Regions from separate parts of the Zea mays genome. Here all the other regions are linked to region 1. A link is a contact called in public Hi-C data. All regions are on one chromosome and are shown on one strand. Each heading gives the region's core, a stretch centred on a gene start, on an enhancer-like site or on the middle of the called end of the contact. The rest is flanking DNA. Distances are from core to core; before and after follow the strand shown. Region 1 holds the start of LOC100275303 (zinc finger CCCH domain-containing protein 15 homolog). Region 2 holds the start of LOC100272836. Region 3 holds the start of LOC100276627 (non-specific lipid transfer protein-like 1).

The links. A called contact is a pair of places that touch in the nucleus more often than the background predicts.
Region 2: a Hi-C map of bundle sheath shows a contact between it and region 1, with 2.9 times the contacts expected there. The contact joins the promoter of LOC100272836 here to the promoter of LOC100275303 in region 1. A contact is called at or near these places in 4 of 25 Hi-C or Micro-C datasets (bundle sheath, endosperm, leaf and 1 more).
Region 3: a contact with region 1 is called in a Hi-C map of endosperm, with 2.6 times the contacts expected there. The contact joins the promoter of LOC100276627 here to the promoter of LOC100275303 in region 1. A contact is called at or near these places in 4 of 25 Hi-C or Micro-C datasets (ear, endosperm, leaf and 1 more).

The regions. Positions count from the first base shown.
Region 1 is chr1:66,703,271-66,707,224 of Zm-B73-REFERENCE-NAM-5.0, forward strand. LOC100275303 (zinc finger CCCH domain-containing protein 15 homolog) reads right to left here and starts at 1,853. Exons shown (of 2, transcript NM_001331166.1): 1 at 1,689-1,853. The coding sequence starts at 1,808.
Region 2 is chr1:66,492,091-66,496,044 of Zm-B73-REFERENCE-NAM-5.0, forward strand. LOC100272836 reads right to left here and starts at 2,218. Exons shown (of 2, transcript NM_001147289.1): 1 at 1,331-2,218; 2 at 1-451. The coding sequence starts at 2,155. The coding sequence ends at 149.
Region 3 is chr1:66,856,559-66,860,512 of Zm-B73-REFERENCE-NAM-5.0, forward strand. LOC100276627 (non-specific lipid transfer protein-like 1) reads left to right here and starts at 1,661. Exons shown (of 3, transcript XM_008658189.4): 1 at 1,661-2,272; 2 at 2,618-2,641. The coding sequence starts at 1,909.

The sequences.
Region 1 (3,954 bases), core at 603-3,102:
GCATACGTGCTAATTACGTTCAAGACTAAATCATCCACGACAAGCTTCACTAAGATAATCTTTCTCCTTGTCTTCTCACATCCACCACACACTAGGCTCTTATCAATCAAAACTCTTACTACATTTCTATTTGCAGCCGTCCCTATGTATCAAAGCTTGAAGCCAGTATTGTTCACCTCCTTCGCCTTTTGACCCTTTCATTTAGTCTCTTGAATGCATAAGATATTTTACACGCCTCCTAGTCGATGTCTCAACTAACTCTCTTAACTTACCTGTAAATGATGCTACATTCCAACTACCTAAATGGATCTCAGTTAGTCCGACTAGCTTCCTTACCCTTCGCACCTGTTGGTGATGTAAAGACCCTTGCACATTTTTACTACACTCGGGCGCCGATGTAGCGACGTAGCACACAACTAAGGAAGCAGCGACTCGATCCTTATATAACATCGTGCCCAAATCACAACACGACGCGTCACCAAAGGGATGTTGAATCAACCCTTGCCCATTTAACACCATGCTCGGGTTCTGATATGGAGCGTCACTAAGAGAGTTACATAGAGACATGTCATGGCTCAAGCAGTGAACTGCCAGATGACAACATAACCTCAGGGTATGACAATAACAAAATTCTCCCTACACTTAGCATGGACATCAATAGCCAGAGCCAGAAAAGACCATAAGGACTGTGTACAGGAATATACAGTGTTTGAAAAATGTATGCTTCCAGTATAGATTGAAATATAGTGCACAAATTTGGCAAGCCTATTTGGTACTTGAGCAATAAGAATGGTGGTAATTGGAAGCCTGCGTCCATGCAGCCGGGCTCACGCGAGCATGGCCCAGCACATACGCCGCTTTCACGCGTATCCCCAGGTGCAGGTTAAAGACTTCCGCAAATACATAATCTGCACCGATGCATGCGTGCTCAACCATCTCCATGCGGGCAACTGGATACATTTAGAGGCCCAGTCAACGCATGTAGTGAGCCAGGCTACCACGGGACGCACAACCAAACAGAAACAGGCAAACACACGCAATGTGAATTGTGAAGATGAAGATAAGAATGAAACAATAATAGCTCCTCATTCTTGGTAAGGTTACAATAAAACAGTAACACTGCCTCCCTTAAAGATGACCACACAGTTTAGAATATCAATATATAATCAAAACAAGAATGAATAAATTAAACAGAAACTGTAATTATTCAATAACTGAAAAAACAACCAGCTTAAACTGGGATGGCTATTTAGACACTTGTGTTCGTTTGTTACGAATATGATATATGTTTCCCGTTTCAATTAACAGTTCCCCATCTATCTGTATTTGTATGCATATCTGGTAAGAAACAGAAGTACGAACTATTCTGTGTATCACAAGATTTCACGATTATTTAGGCAACCTAAACGGATAAATGAAATGGAATGTATTCTCGTGCTTCTATAACGATGAATTGTCAGAGTAAATCCGCTGGCGTCGTAAACGTGTCGCATATTTGCCACGCGAATGAAGCTTAATCCAGCAAATCAAAATCACATCTACTTGTTCAGCTTAGTAAACGGGAAATCCCTAGAGATACAAATCTAATCCAGCTACTGGCCCGACGGACAGGAAACTAGATCGAACCCTAAATTGATGGTAAAAGAAGTAGGCGAAGCTTTATTGGGGGTAAGGGAGGAAGGAAAGACCTTGCGCTGCTTCCAGGAGAGGAATTGTGCTGCAGATATTGGCTGCGCCCTTGCCGTGGTTGCGGGCTCGCCGGTGGCGGGCAGCGGCGGGGGAGTACCCTCTGCTTCCTCCGCTCCCATCGCGAGAATATGCGAATCTCTGGGGAAAGGGAAAACGGCTGGATTACCGAGAAAAAAAAACTACGAAACGGATCAGGCCCTAATCAAACCGGAAAGCCCTGTTGTTGAGGGCGCCTTTGTTGAGTTCCTACCAAAACGTATTTTGGGCTTACGAGGCACCTTTTGGGAGAGGCCCGCTACCTAATTCTTTGAACTCTGCTCATTGATTCTTTGATGAAGTGATTCTATTCCTAAGAGAAAGCACGGTTAGAAGGTGATGAGAATTCCATCATAATACGGAGCTTGGTGAAGCACATTTTTTAGCTCCCAGCATGAATGAAGAAATAATTCTCGTATGATCCCTACTTAATACGGACTTTTGGCAGAGCTCCGCTACATAATTATCTAGCTTCGAGTGTTGATTCTTTAATATAATAATTTTGAATAATTCTCTAGCAGAAGTGAATCCATCTGATAAAATTTGTTTGGCAAATAATTTGTAAAGTGAGTGGGGAGCAAGTTATGAGTGACGAGAAGCTAGTTTTTTTACTCTCACTTTCTAGTACAAAAGGAGACTGCATTCACTCTGCCTCCGATAGTAGTTCCGTTTTTTGTCGTTTGGCTGTGCGGAACTCGAAAGTGATTTGATTTTCGCTGAAAGTGGAGCTATGTGAGCTCCGCCAAACGTCCTCTTAGAGCTTTTTTGGTTAGGGATAGATTGAAGGTAATTGGAGATATTTAATCCTCGCCTCAGATTCGAATGGAACCGAACAAGGTTTAGCTGTTTGGCTTGGGAACAAGGTTTAGTTGTTTGGCTTGGGAACTTTGCCAAATGGCCCATGAGCCTCCATACTCACATGAACGTTTTAAATCTAATATAGTGGTGAACATTTTAATAAAGTCAGTATTTTTTCGTCTCTGGTAGAATCCCTACTACTACGAAGAACGCAAGAGGTAGGCTGCCACCTTTGGTTCTGTCTCCCATGAATGTACACCGTTATTGCCCACGCCATCCTGTCGCCCCCCTCCCCCGATATTGCGTCGTCCCTCCCCACGCGCGGTGTAACTGACCTCGCTCCAATCGCTCGCCTACGACCATCGTGCCACACCTCTCCACCATCGACGACGACCCTCACCATGTGCGGTCACCTTCCTCACACGCATCTCCCGCCCGTGCCACCACTCCTACTGTAGGAAACGGTGACGTCTAAAAGGTGGTGAATTAGAACTTCTAAAAACTATTCTCTAAACTAGGCCACAATTAAATCCATAGAGTAAAACATATGCAAATTAACAATTTAGAATGTGCAAACTAGGTTTTTTTGTAAGTATCGCTATCTAGTCTAAGTTTTAATCCTAAATATTTGTCGGCGTTTTGGACCCGCGAGGACCCTCAACCGACTAGTGAATTTGTCGTTGCGTGCCCCTGCCCAGATGGGTTGATGCAAGATGAAACACAAGAGGGCGGATGAGGCTTATATTATCTTGCACCGGGGTGCTCGTAGTAGGGGTTACAAGCGTCGCGAGAGAGAGAGAGGGTCTGGCCCTGAGGTGAGCTGTCTGAGTTAGCCTCCTCCGCGTTTCTCCCACTCTGTCTGCCTCTGCTCGCCTTGCTCCTGCTCCCACCTCCCTTCAGGAAGGCCCTGGATATCCCCTTTTATAGATACAAGGAGATGGTCCAGATGTACAATGGGGGTGTAGCTATGCGCTAACGTGGCCGGTGGAGAAGTGCTTGAGCCCTGTGTACGTGCTAACGTGGCCGTCGGAGAAGTGCTCCACCCTGTAGAAGCGCAACTGGCGGTGCGGCATGGATCCTGCTGACGTTTCCTTGCTTCCGTAGGGAGCTGAGAACCATCGACGTCATGGACGCATGCGGGGAACCATCATTACCTGCTATCGGAGTAGTTTGATGTGACTTTGGTCTTGTTCCTTCGTAGCAAGGAGTGGCTAGCTAGCAGTAGGGTAATGATGTATCCCCTGTAGTGTAGTTGATTCCGAGGCCAAGGTTGGGCGAGGTGGTGACTTCTCCCGAGGCTGAGGTCGGGCGAGGATGTGACTCCTCCTGAGGCCGAGACTGAGGTCGGGCGAGACGGGGACCTTCCCCCGAGGCCGAGGCTGAGGCCGAGGCCTGGGGTCGGGCGAGGCGGAGACCTTCCCCGAGGCCGAG
Region 2 (3,954 bases), core at 968-3,467, 210 kb before region 1:
GACCACATTAACAAAAAAACACAATTACTCAGCTTGTCATTACAAATACTCAAAGAATCAAGTGTACAATACAAATAAAAAATCATAATATACTATCAACACCTTCATGGTCTTCAGTTTATTATGGAGGTCTTTGTTCACAAAGCATTCAAGGATAGACCTCGATGATGACTGATACGTCACCGATGACGGGTAGAATTTTGTAGTCTTTGAATCCAGCTTCAATGAAGATCTTCTTCCACTCTTGCTCATCACGCTCAACTCCGTTAACCGCCATCATATACAAATCAAACATAACTTGTGTCTCTTGATGCTTTATGTTTGACTGTTTATATCCAACTACCACGTCCAAGATTATTACCTTCCCACCTGCATCCCGTGGAGATATGGCTTGCTTGCAATTCTTCAATATCTTGACACACTCATCGTCACCCCAGTCATGTAGAGTTTTCTGGCATAGATTTCATCAAGTTAATTGATAGATGATGAACAAAAGGGTTCTTGGTGTTTGGATTCAAAGATAATAACATGTATGTTTATGATGTTAGAACTATTTACTTCTACTTTTTTCGTCCCAAATTAAGGGTTCATTTGGTAATATTGGAACATTAGAATCGCTGCCAAATTAAATAGAAGTGTTGCATAGTGTTTTGTTCTAGAAACATTTGAAAGGACTCTTCTATTTTGCACTATATACATATATGTCAAAAGTTCCTAGACTAGTTTCGGGACGATTCAGTGTTTGCTATACACTAGTGATCATAGTTTTCTTAAATTATGATTTTCTAAGTGCAACAAAATATAATAGGGTATATTTAAATTTTTTCTTGTCCACTCGAAGTTCAGAATTTTTTTGAAGCTTATTTTCATTTATACGATTGTTTATATAAAATGCATTTTGTGGAAATAGGAATCCACCCACACAAACAAAACGGTTTTATAAACTGATTCTAATTGATTACCCAAAATATTTTATGAGGGGATTTATATCTAAATCCCTACAAAACATAGTCTGAATAAAATTATAGAGTTGTTCTAAAGTCAAACTATTTTATTTGAACAAATCTTTTAAAATATAGCATTATTATTAGTATCATTGATACATCATAAAATATATTTTTATAGTATGCATGTTCGGTGTTATAGATATCGTTACTCTATACTGTAAAATAAAATTTTAAATTATTTTTGGACGGGAGAGGCATCTCGCCCAAGACAAGACAAAACGATAGTCAAAACTTTGAAGTTTGACCATGGATCTCAAAATGCAAACACATTGAGAAATGGAGCCATGGAGGAGGGAGCAGTCAGCAGTGACGACGGATGGTACCTTGAGGAAAACAGCGGTTGCAGGTGGAATACTCTCAAACATATTGCCTGCGACGAAGTGCACGTTGCCATCAGACGGAGCACCGGCGACAACGTGCGGGAGGTCAAGCACGCTGCACTTGAGGTGGGGGAAGGCGGCGGCGATGGCGGCGGCGGCGCCACCATGGCCACCACCGACGTCAACCAACGAGTCGATCCCACGAAACGTCTCGCCGCACTCCCTCAGCACAATTGGCATGAGGAAGCGGCTGTCCGCGGCCATGCCTTTGTTCAGCAAGGCGTTTACGTCGTCAGCATGTTCCCAGATCGTTGGGGTCTGCCGGAACGCCAGGCCATACGGGGACGGCTCGTGCTGCTCCTGCCGGAACCACGCGGAGATACCCAGGGCGTGCGGACAGGCAGCGATAGGCTGGAGCGCCAGACTCACAAAGGGAGCCAAGGTCGCCGTGCTCACCTCGTCGCTGACGAGGAAGCGGGAGGCTGCCGTCAACCTGTAGACGACGACAGCTTCGTCGTCCGACGTGTGGACGGTTGAATTATCACCACCACCTGCTGGTGGTTGCTCGACGCTGAAGATGCCCGTGACGGTGAGCACGCGCATGAGGCGGCGAAGGGCGCGAAGCTTGCTTGGGTGGAGCGCAGTCTCGGCGAGGATCTGGAGAAGGGTGGCGCCGCCGGCGCCGTGGTGGTGGATCGCGTCGGGGATGCGGAGGTCCAGCGCCACGGCGAGCGCGAGCGATTTGGCGAAGCACAGGGAATGGTGCAAGAGCTCGTCGTGAGCTTGGAGCAAATCATGGCTACTACTCTCCTGCATGATGAGTGCCATCGTTCCCACTTCCCACGTACGTAGCTATGCCTATACACTGCTGTGCTGGCCAATGGCTAATTGGTTGTGGGTGACTGCAGAGACGGATGGAACCTGGTGTTTATTTATAGTGTTCTGCTTTTCTACGACTGCAGCGTAGCATCCATGCACATGCATCAATCGATCAATCGATCAATGTTTTAATAATGGTTCTTTCTTCGAAGCTGTGCCCGTTTGGGACGGCTTGTTGAGCAGCTCCACGAGCCGGGGAACGGTTTCACCAGCCAAAGGCGATTTTGCCGCTGATGCTTAGACATGACGTATCCAGTAACCATAACACCAAAATGGGAAATTTATGACGGTCAACTTATGTCCGACGGTTTTTTTTGACGACCGCCCTTATCTGTGTCGGACATAAGTTCATACGTTCGACGGCTTGTCATAAGCCGTCGGCAAGACGCTTATGCCGACAGCTGTCAGACAGATCGTTGGACTGTCATACAAGCCGTCGGAAATAAAGAATTTTAAGTCCGCGGCGCCCGACCGTACCGTTTCATTTCGCACGTAAGCCACTTGACCAGCACCGCCGTTACGCCGGGCGGGAGCCATCCTCGACGGAGCCATCAGCGCCCGCCCACGCTAGCGCCCACCTCGCCCCCACTGCCTCGTCGGCTCCAACGCTCGTCCAGCCCTACGTCACCCACCAGCGGCCACACCGATCTCACCATCGGCTAAGTGAGTAATTTTATTTTGTAGTATAATTTTGTAGATGTATAAATTATTAAATGAATTTTAGTATTAAATTATTTGTATATTAAATATTGTTGAGTTTGTTATGTTCGACGACCGGAATTTGATTATGTAATTAAATTAGCTTGTTTTAGTTTATTTAGTGGTGCTTAGATAATTTAAACTTTTAATTTCCTAGGGTTTAATTCCGCCCCCAAAATAAGGTCATTTTATATGATTTATGGTCCCGTAACAATGTTTTTTCGTATATAATATTTTATTGGTGGTTTATTAGTTGAATTATATAATAATGTACGATGGTTCTAGTTATTCGTAGTGTATCGTAGTGTCATCAAACGACACCTACACGTCACCCGTTTCGGGCCAACACACCTCACATGTGACGCATCTGATGTGTGTTGGGCTGGAATTGTCCCTTTATTGGACAACCTCGGGGTGACCGACATTGCTCGTGTTTATGATAAAGGCATGTGTCCCTGTATAGTTTTGGCACTATAACCCCTATGTTCTCCAATTGCACCATTTTTCAAGCGTGCGAGTGGAGAACAACAGGGTTATGTTGTCGAAATTTCGCACGAGCACATGCCTTGTCATAAACACAGGCTTGTCGGTCATCCTGGGTGGATTTAGGACCTATCCTTTTCTATAGATGTAGGGGCGTGATTTACTTAACTAATCAAGTTAACGTCTAGTATGGTGGAGGACCGTCGATGGATGTATGAAGGTTGGAAGAAGAGAGGTGCTCTAACAAGTGAGTGGGTTGCCAAGACTGACGTGTTTCTCGACCATGCTTTTGCTCAGTCAGAGACTGTAACCAATGTTAGGTGCCCTTGTAGAAAGTGTCAGAACATTTATTTCCTTAACAGGATCACGTCGATAGATCTTTGTAATAATAGTTATATACCTGGCTATGAGGTGTGGGTGCACCATGGTGAGGATCCACCTCCTCCTATTGTATCAAAAGTTCAGTCGCATGAAGAGGGGGACTACGATAGGATGAAAGAGATGCTTGATGATGTACGCCATGAGCTTCTACTCGTCGATTCCGAGAACCCCCGTCAACCCCCCGA
Region 3 (3,954 bases), core at 411-2,910, 150 kb after region 1:
TGATTTTCACTGAAAAAACCCGACTTTACCATCTTGGAGAGATCAGCCTTCGAAACAGTAGACTTCCCGAAGTCCAAGTGGCTGGGCTTACTTGGCATCGCAATACGATAATCATCTTCAGGATCGGTTTCCTCAATGTTTTCCTCAATGTTCTCTTCTTCTGCTTCGGCAGTTGCTTGTTTTGCTTCAGCAGTGGGGATTTCTTCCGAAGTTACCAGCCCGGATCGCTGCATTGCTTCGGAGATGGGAACAGTCTCCGAGCCTTCAGCTTCGCCTCCCTCACGTTCAACCCTAGCGGTAGAACGTACTCTGACCATTTAATTCTGAATTTGTGGGAATTGAATATTGTTTTTTCCGAAGTTCCTTTTTCTGACGAAGCAGGCTTCAAGCTGGAGCTTCGTTCGAGTCCGAGAGTGAAGCTTCGGCTATGGTTAAAAATTTTGGCAACAAAACAGTGCAAGTAGCAATGAATGCTGTGGTAACTTCACACCTACTCGTCTGTTTATATAGTATTGCAGGTAAGAAGGCGAAGCGCCAGGATTTTTACACCAAGCGGACAGCCGCTTGTACTCGCTGCGCGGTGGACCGCAGAGACCAAACAGTAACTCTGCAAGGTGGGACCGTTACGCTCTTGGAAGCTGAATCGTTTCTCGACAACGAGCTCAGGGAAGGTGTTTTTTGGACCTTCGGCTTCCCGAAGCTTAAGAGACTTTTTCACGGTTCAAGCTCGTTACGAAAAACGATCTAGCGCCGTGAAAGGGGCTACTGTTGGGACCATGCTTCGTCGCCGAAGGTCTTGTAGGGAGAAGCAGCTTCGACTGAAGCTGTTCGCATGAGATGACCGAAGGTTCCTCCTCATGAAGCTTCGGAATTGCAAACCGACTTAAAAGTAGAATGACCTTTCAGTCCATAAATGTTTGGGTCGCTGTTGTAATCCCCTATGAGGGACATAATTGTAATTCCTCACAGACTGTATCCCGTGCCTATAAATAGTGAACAGTACTCCCTTACTGTTCACACTTTCCTGTTTTCTGCAATCACATCATTCGGGAATCAACCTTTGCCAAGGCAGAGGTATTATTGTATCCAATACTTAAATATATTGAATGGATATTATATGATTCATTTACCTCTGATACTCTATACTTTATGTTATTTCATACAATTTATTAAAATCCGATTACGAAGACTTAACCTTCGTAATCATATTGTTGCCCACCTTCGTCCAGAGTTTATTATCCCCGAGGGAATAATGCTTCGTTGGACGAAGGATATTAACATTTAACATTTCATGTTGTCTTGTTCTTAATTCATAGCATTTGAGAACAAGCCCCCAACACAATACTTCAGTTTTGAAAACAGAGATTTTACCCAGCTTGCCAAACACCATTATGTATATAATACTGCAGTATTTGAGAATACTGCAGTATTCTTCCAAAACTGCAGAAAAACTTTGTTCCCAAACACCCCCTAAAACTGTGTTTTGTATGTCTGTTTGCACTAGAGTAGTGGATTTAGTTTCAAAACAAGTAAAGTAAACCGTTGGAGAGAGAAAACGAGAGGGGGAGGCAAAAGATGTGAGAAATTGTTGTTACAGGATGTTTTCGTCGTAGGTGAAGCTCTTTTAATATTTTTTATTAGTTATAGATAGACGTAGATATGTAGAATGTAGAGAGATAGAGAGAGAGGAGAGATAATAGAAGTCGAGAACAAGTTAACACGGGAAAGCACAAAGCACCCATGATTCCAGTTCATGCCAACCTCGCCGCCGTGGACCGTTGCCATCTGTGCATCTGGATTCCATAAAGGCACGCGTGCCCTGACCTCTCCACACCCCGCGTCCCACCAACTTCCATTCCCTACCGCCCGCCCACCCCACTCCACTCCGCTCCTCCCACTCGAGCCATCATGGCCCTCGCCTCCCGCGCCGCCGCAGCCGCCGTGGCGTGCGTCCTCCTGGCGCTCGCCGCCTCCGCCGCGGGGGCGGGCTCCAACTCCCCTGCACCGGCGCCGGCGGTGGACTGTATCTCCCAGGCCGCCAGCCTGATCGACTGCATCGACTACGTCCAGAAGGGGAGCAGCGCGCGCCGTCCGTCCGCTGCCTGCTGCGGCGAGGTCAAGACCGCAGTGGCCAGCCCCGTCATCGTGGGCTGCCTCTGCTCCCTCGCCGGCTCCAACTCCAGTAACCTGGGCTTTCCCATCGACATGAAGCGCGTGCTGGCGCTCCCCGGCGCGTGCGGCGCGTCCAACGCCGCCTTCAGCAAGTGCAACAGTGAGCACCACCCGAGCCTTTCCTCATCCTTGCTTCTCCCCGAGCAGTTTCCCTCTTAAATTCCGTCATATCTCATCATGTGTCCCCCCCCCCCCCCCCCCCCCCAAAAAAAAAAAAAACTTAGTACTGTGCCATCTCCTCCAAAAAATTTCCTTACACCTCGAGAACCCATGCCTAAATCACGGGTTTCTTTTCTTCGGATTTTACCGCTCCTTTGATTTCTCTTAGAAGGATTTTATGTAGTGTAGATAAAGGTCCCTTTTTTTGATAAGTTAGTTTGGTTTTCCCTTTTGCTACTCTAAGCAATTTCGATATGATCTAACAGTTCCACTCTTTTGCTTGCAGTTTCCGCGCTTCCCCCAACCGAAGGTAACTCTATGCCTCACTATCAGTTTCACTGTCTTTTCTTTTACGTCCGTCTAATCTCTGTGTAACGACATGCGCCTTTATTACACTCTATGATTTTTAGGAACAATCGGCACATATTAGTACTTAGATTATGCTCTATGAATTTTTGCAGTGTTACGCCTGTTTAGAACTTTAGATCTTCAAGTATGAACAGAACAAATATATGCTAGAACTGTACAATAACTTCAACTGGGAAAAAACAAGATCTGAATTTTTTAGCTGTCCGTTTTCCAAGAATAAAGTTTTTGTTTTTTTAAAAAAAATGGAAGAAAAAACAGAATTCTTAGCTGTCACAAGAGTATAAATGTGTTTTGTCTTTCTTCTGCTAGAAAAGAAGCTGATGAGCTGTAACACGCTCAAAACATCTCCACATGCATGTGTGGTGTTCCGCTCCTTTGGCATAACTATGGGTCCGCAACATTTTTGTTTGCCAGCAAAGAATCCTCAGCTGTTATTTCCAATCACCTTTGTATCTTTGCGAGTGATTGCATGGCATGTGCGCTACAAAACAATATAGACAGAATTATGTATAGGAGTGAAGAGAAGAAACCTGTATGCTAGCCAACGGTTCGGTTTCTTTAACCATCGCCTGATTCAGTTGAGCTGTAGAAAGCGATAGAGTGTGGTCAGCTGATCGTTCTGTTGAAGTTTGAAATAGATCTAGGCATGATCGGTACGACCGAGTGTGTTAGAGGGGTGACCCTGCAGCTCATCTGAATCAGACGATTTTATTACCTTCAGCAGAGGAGTGACTGAGAGCAAGGCTAATAGAAGAATTAACTAAAAGGCTTCGTACTCTTGCCATAGCCAATAATAATACCCGATACATATAGTGAGCTTATTCTTCTATGACTCTTAAGTTAGAGAGAGTCATCATTTAGATTGACAGAAAAAAAAGAAAGAGTCATCTTTAACTCACGCAAGCAAGCTCTTTCTCCCCCTAGAATTCTAGGGAGCCATAAGCACTCACTTTCTTCTCTCCCTCTATGTTCCCACCTAGGATTTTGGTGACATAGAGCTGTTTGAAGCCTGCCTAGTTAGCCTCGTTATGATGGCACTATTATTATTAGGCCATCTCGAGCATGTAAAATATATTGACCAGAGTTTAAAGTAGAGAGTTGAATATAGAGTTTGAAATAAAGAGTGAGATATGAGATGGGTAAGGATTCTGTTGTTGGAGATAACTTGCTACTCTAGGTTTAGCATTCCAACATGAAACATTTCATCGCCTGTCCTTCAGTACTAGACCATGGGTCGCCGTGCAAAAGTATCAT